Linked DNA regions of Hordeum vulgare: region 1 is linked to region 2. Evidence: chromatin contacts called from public Hi-C data. All regions are on one chromosome and are shown on one strand. The core of a region is the stretch at or near the end of the contact, and the rest is flanking DNA. Distances in the headings are between cores, read along the strand shown.

The links. Hi-C and Micro-C count contacts between places; a contact is called where the count stands out from the background.
Region 1: a Hi-C map of leaf shows a contact between it and region 2, with 5 times the contacts expected there. The contact joins the enhancer-like site here to the promoter of LOC123426677 in region 2. A contact is called at or near these places in 3 of 6 Hi-C or Micro-C datasets (leaf and seedling).

What each region holds. Positions count from the first base shown.
Region 1 is chr2H:465,842,556-465,845,409 of MorexV3_pseudomolecules_assembly, reverse strand. No RefSeq gene overlaps it. Among protein-coding and RNA genes, the nearest start is that of LOC123426680, 170 kb to the right of the region's middle. Within about 2 kb of position 1,344, at least 3 of the 3 cell types and tissues checked have open chromatin away from gene starts, as enhancers often do. A contact at or near this core is called in leaf and seedling, where this site is marked.
Region 2 is chr2H:465,131,691-465,134,390 of MorexV3_pseudomolecules_assembly, reverse strand. LOC123426677 (protein GL2-INTERACTING REPRESSOR 1) reads right to left here and starts at 1,324. Exons shown (of 2, transcript XM_045110545.1): 1 at 1,238-1,324; 2 at 363-1,111. The coding sequence starts at 1,092. The coding sequence ends at 745. LOC123426679 (a long non-coding RNA gene) reads left to right here and starts at 1,010. Exons shown (of 3, transcript XR_006622293.1): 1 at 1,010-1,100; 2 at 1,192-1,659. It overlaps LOC123426678 (a long non-coding RNA gene), which reads left to right. Exons shown (of 3, transcript XR_006622291.1): 3 at 811-898.

The DNA of each region.
Region 1 (2,854 bases), core at 95-2,594, 710 kb before region 2:
TGAAGACGTACGACTACATCAATCGTGTATTCCACGATTCCTCTTAACGTTTTACGAGGGTACATACACATACTCCAACCTCTCGTTGCTATGCATGTCCATCGATAAATCTTGCGTGTGCGCAAGAAATTTTTCATTTCCAATACAACGCTTCCCAACCCAGTGAAGCATGCCCTTCACGCAGAAGCACTATTGTGCTTTTTCACATATGAAGCACATATGTGCTTCACATGGAAAGCGCACATGTGCTTCATGCGAAAGCGCACGCTCATGCCAAATGTTAAGAATTGTAAAATTAAAGAAAAAAAAAAGGCAAAAAATCCTAAAGAAACCCAAAAATGAAACAAAAGCCAAAAAGTAACGAAAAATCATCCTGATGACAAAAAAATGCCCAATGCATGACATTTTGCGGCCCTGGAGCGTATGCCATGACGCACTAGTAAAATTGTGCCCCGTGGAGGGCCTCCTCAGCTAGTTTTCTTAGGCATAGCCTCCAACTAGTTGCTCCCTCTGTGTATGATAATTGGGTAGACGTGATCCCTATTTGTCACGTAGCTCTATATTTCCTGAACAAACATGTACTACCCCGGTTGTTGCTACGTGAATTCGAGCCGGGTTTGCGAAGGTTCCCACACCGGGTTTTATTTTCTCTTTTTTTTCTTTTCGTTTCTCTTCTCATTTTCATCTTATCTTTCGTGTTAGTTTTTTGTTTTCGTTCATTTTCATTTCCTCTTTCTCTTTGCTCCTTTTTTTTCTTTTCCATCTCACGAACATTTTTCCAAATCTGATTTTTTTTAAACCATGAGTAATTTTTTCATTAAATTTAAAAAAAAATCATCAAATCAGAAATTTACCGATCAAGTTTTGAAAATTACTCGTGAATTTCAAAACAATGTTCACCCAATTGAAAATTCCTTCATGAAATATTAAAATGTTATTGAATTCAAACAATATTCATTAAATGCAAAATATTAGTCAATATTAAATTTTAGAGATACTTGAACATTGTTTTTAAATCTAGAAATATATTTCCAAATTAGTGTTTTTTTAACTTGGAACATTTTCTTAGTAAACATTCTTTATAATTCGTGAACATTTTCAATTTGTAGACATCTTTCAAATTTCGGAACTTTTGAAATTTTGTGATTTTTTTGAAATCATTTATTCGATTTAAAGAAGCCAGAAAGCTGAAAAAACGAAAAATAAAAAACAGGAGAGAAAAAGGGTTCTCTGACCTGCACATGGGCTGGACCAAAAGGGCACACAGTTGGAGCGGGCGCGTTTCATCACTTCCGGTCGCGTTGGTCGATAAATAAGAGGTCCGCGTATTACCCCAATCAGGTGCTTTCTTCGTAGGCTGATGTGTGCGAAAGCCCACGTGAGAGACCCTCTCGTTCGTAACTTGGTTACGGACCTACGGGTATATAAGAGCTCGCTCAACGACTTTCCTCAATCGCCGCCTCCTCCCGAATCCTACTTCCGATCGCCGCCGAGAGCCCTTACGCCGTCTCCTCCCGATCTCGACGTGGTCATGGTTATTTCCCACTCCCACTCCCAGCCTCTACTAGACCACCGTACCGAGGAGCACAATCACGGCGATCTCCTCTCGGGAACCCAGGGTAGCAGCAGTGATGGCTCCTCGAGCCTGCCCAGCGGCGGCACGCTGCGGACACACTCCTGCGAAGACATGCTCAGCCGTATACGACGAGGTGGCATCGACGAAACCAAGGACTACTTCAAGCGCCGTGAGACGGATCCAGCCTACGTGAGCTTTGAGGACATGTTGGCATCCAAGGAGTACCGGGAGGCCAATAGCCGTCCGCCGGAGGCTGCGATCAGGGACCCGCTCGTGAGGACGGCGTCGCGCCTGTACACATCTACGGCCCACCCGCGCCAGCGTCGCCGATCTCCGGGGCCGCTAGGGACACGGCGTGGCGGCACCATGTATCGTTTTGTGAAGAAGTACGTATGCCCTTGCTTGGAGTTGGTCGGCAGAGCTTTCGGTTGCATGCCAGGCGTGGCCGCTAACTGATTGGTTCAATGATTATCATTGGTTTTATGATCTGTGAACAAGGGCAATGTTGCTTTAACCATGCTCTTAATAGTTTGTTCTTAGAGATAGTCATGTGAAGCTGACGTTTAGTTAGCGTAGTTCGTTGCCTGAACACAAACATTGTGGATTCTTTAGGAATCGTTTAGATTTTGTTCTTTCTAAAGATCCTGGCCGGCTTGTTACAGGGTTTGTTCGAAGGTCGTTTGCGTTCTTGCAAAACTAGCACGACCGTTGCTCTCTGTGATGGTACCATTGTCCACCCATCCTTGCTACTTCCTCTCCTCTCGCAAAACAAAAAAGGAAAACATAATTAAGGGCAATGGTGGCAACCGGTCGACCGATTCAAAAGAAAAAAGAAAAAGGAGAACATAATTAAGGGCAACGGTGGCAACCGGTCGACTGGCCTAAATGTCAGTCACTGCACGAACCCTGGATCGAAGCGCCCTAGGCGTCAGATTGAGCTTTCCGTATCGTTTTCGTGACGGGCACATGGGAATCGAAGCAGCTAATGCCGTCGAAGCACCGCTGCCCTCGCCGGGTGTCGCCGCTTGCTTCTCTTGTCGGCTCCACGCATGCGACAGGGTGCACATGATGTTAGAACTCCGGTGATGACAGTCACAACTCGGTGGTGATGGCCACAACTTCGATGGTGGCGGTTGCCGGTCAAAACACCCGTCGACGAGCTCCATCGTAGCCAAAAGCAAGCTTGCCGGTTCAAGTTTTTGCGGTTGCTGCTGGCAACAATTCAGAACTCCCACCTGTCGCCGCACATACCATTCCGAGTTAATTACACAGAAGTAT
Region 2 (2,700 bases), core at 75-2,574:
GAAGTATAATGGCAAGAGATAGAGTGATGGATGCTGAAATCAATCGGTATTCATTGCATGGCGTCACACCGTAGACTGTTCGATTGTTTCAAATACCATCTCTCTCTCCAATTTGAAATTTCATCACCTTTTTAATTACGTGATGTCTTTTTCAAGGATAGTAGGTAGAGTCCTCATTATTTTGAGGCGTGGGAGTTGTAGTGCCAATTGGTTAGTTCAACTAATCTGTGGTGACAAATTCCTAACACTCCATTTCCAGGGTTGACTGTTCTTCTTGCACTTTCTCCACTTTGTATGGTGGATTTGCATACTAACTTGTCTGGATACAAAGGAATGAACAGATGAGTGTTCATGGCGCGAAGTCGCAGAAGCTTGTCTGTCATAGATGTTTCAGAATAATACTCATCCGGCGCAACTTGAGATTTTCAGGGGTAAACTTTTCTTGTCTTGAAAGTAAGAAACAGAAGAGAAGAAGTCTGGTCCTATGCCTAACAAACTACTTCATTAGAACCACTGAAGAAGAACTCAGGAGAGGGGATATAGTCCACAGTGTATCCATGATATGTCAAAATCGTGACACCAGCACATGGATACATGCCAGTCTCACAATTTTAATACTGACATATCATGGTTACACTGAAGAAATGACCAAACGAAAGAGAACTAGTGGACCTAGGACTTCATATAAACGCTTTTTCTTGATGTCGGTGCTGCCGAATGGAGCCTCTCCTCCTCATTCTTCTTTCACCCCCTCCTGCTCTTCCTGCTGTTGCTGTTGGTGTTGTTGTTATTGTTGCTATTGTCTTGCAGGAAGTCAAGGAGCACGGGGCTCTTGCACTGGGGGCACCGAGGGTCATCCTGGGGGAGCATGACGTAGATGAAGCAGCGAGGGCAGGCAGCGAGCACCATGGACGTCGCCTCGGGGCTGTTGGACCACTGCAGGCCATGCTCGTTCTCCGACGACAGGCATGAGCTCGGGGACGACTCCTCGTCAGCCATCGCCCTGTTGGAGGAGTCCCCTCTTGCAGGCAGAGAGAGGTTGAGCTTCAGGTCAAGGCCCTTTGATGAGCTCTTCCTGTTGCTGCGGCTCATCCTCAGAGGTATCCCCTGTCTGCACACATCAAAACATGGAACTGATGGATTAGCATATGCTCTGAAAGGTACTATTGATCGATTGCTGCAACCCGGTAGGGATTAAAGATCACTGGCGATGGATGCATATAGGGAGGGAGCTTACTTTTGCGTCGGGTCCGAGAAGCAGGAGCCTCGCAGATGAAAGTGAGAGCGACAGGGGAGGGGATGCTCTGCTCTGCTCTGGAGCGAGAGAAGCCCGAGAGTTGGAATGCTAGGAGCGTGCTGCGTTGGTGTAGTTGGAATGGAGATGGCGGGTATTTATAGTGGGGAGGGAGATGGATGGGGAGAGGTCAATTAGTTTTGTTTAATGCAACAGTGAGAGGCATACTACTACTACTTCCCCCTCTCTCTCTCTCTCTCTCATGTATGTAGTACAGGCATTTTATTACCCACCAAATCATGGTTGGAGAGTGGCAAGGGATGGGTTGAATAATTTGTGCTTTGTTGGGTGGAAGAGAAGTGCGAGGTGAGAGGGCTGGTCATGCACACAAGGTTGGCTATTTAACAGGCGAAAGCCGAGCCTGGGTATGTGGTTACAGCTAGAGTTTTGCTTTGCTTTCCTCTTTACCCTGATGAAAGCTTAACACTGATGTTAAAGTCTCTAATCCACACACTTTTTTCTTCTTCTTTTCATACTAGTAGAGTTCACATACTATTAGAGTGGTTTATTAAAGTTAAAACACATATAGTGATTCAGTTCTAAAACTTTGCAAATGGCTTGCCTACTGCATATAGACAGTGGTTATGGAAGATGTAGACACATCTTGTAATTATGGCAGTTATTATTGGGTGTGTATTGTTGAAAGTTGAAGCTCATCAATACATGTCCTTCTAATTGCTTCGAAAGCTTAATTTTTGACTGGCCCCCAATTGATTTCACCACTTGAATGTGATCTTGAATGGAATTTATTTGGCACAGTCTCTCAAATGCACATCATAAGTACTAGTAGCAGAAAAAAGAAAGCAGAGAGTACACTAAATAGACTTGAATGTTGAGCCATTGGTTTTTGCTAATTGAATAAATGGGGTCCTTGAAGATATGCTGCTGCTATGCAATTTTTAGGTCTTTAAATGGTGCAAACGCAAGGCCTATGTATGCACCCATGCGGTGCGCATCCTCATACAATGACGAAGAGATAAGCAATACATTAATGCCACTTTGTTTCATGCACATAAGAGCAGCCTCCACCACCTCCCGCTCTTGTTCTAATGTCACCGCCCGCTTTGAAAATCTCAGCTCCTTTGCTTGCTTGTGTTCCAGCTCGCAGTGCTTAATTGCTGACAGCAGATATTAACTCTGAGGGTTGACTTGTTGCTTATTCTAGAGATGTTGCATCCTTGCATTTAAGAAAAGATTGAAACATGGTTAAGTCATAACTAGTCGTAACCCACTAATGTAATCCCCCCAAGATTGCTTCCATATCACCCACCTTGATTAATGACGGGGTGGCATACAACTCACTTAAAGTTGTTTTGGTTTGTGTGTTGCAATTGGTTTGGTCAATGCTGCTGCTGATGCTGCTTCTCTACATGGTTAAGAGAGAGCCATCTGTTTTTCTCCTTTTC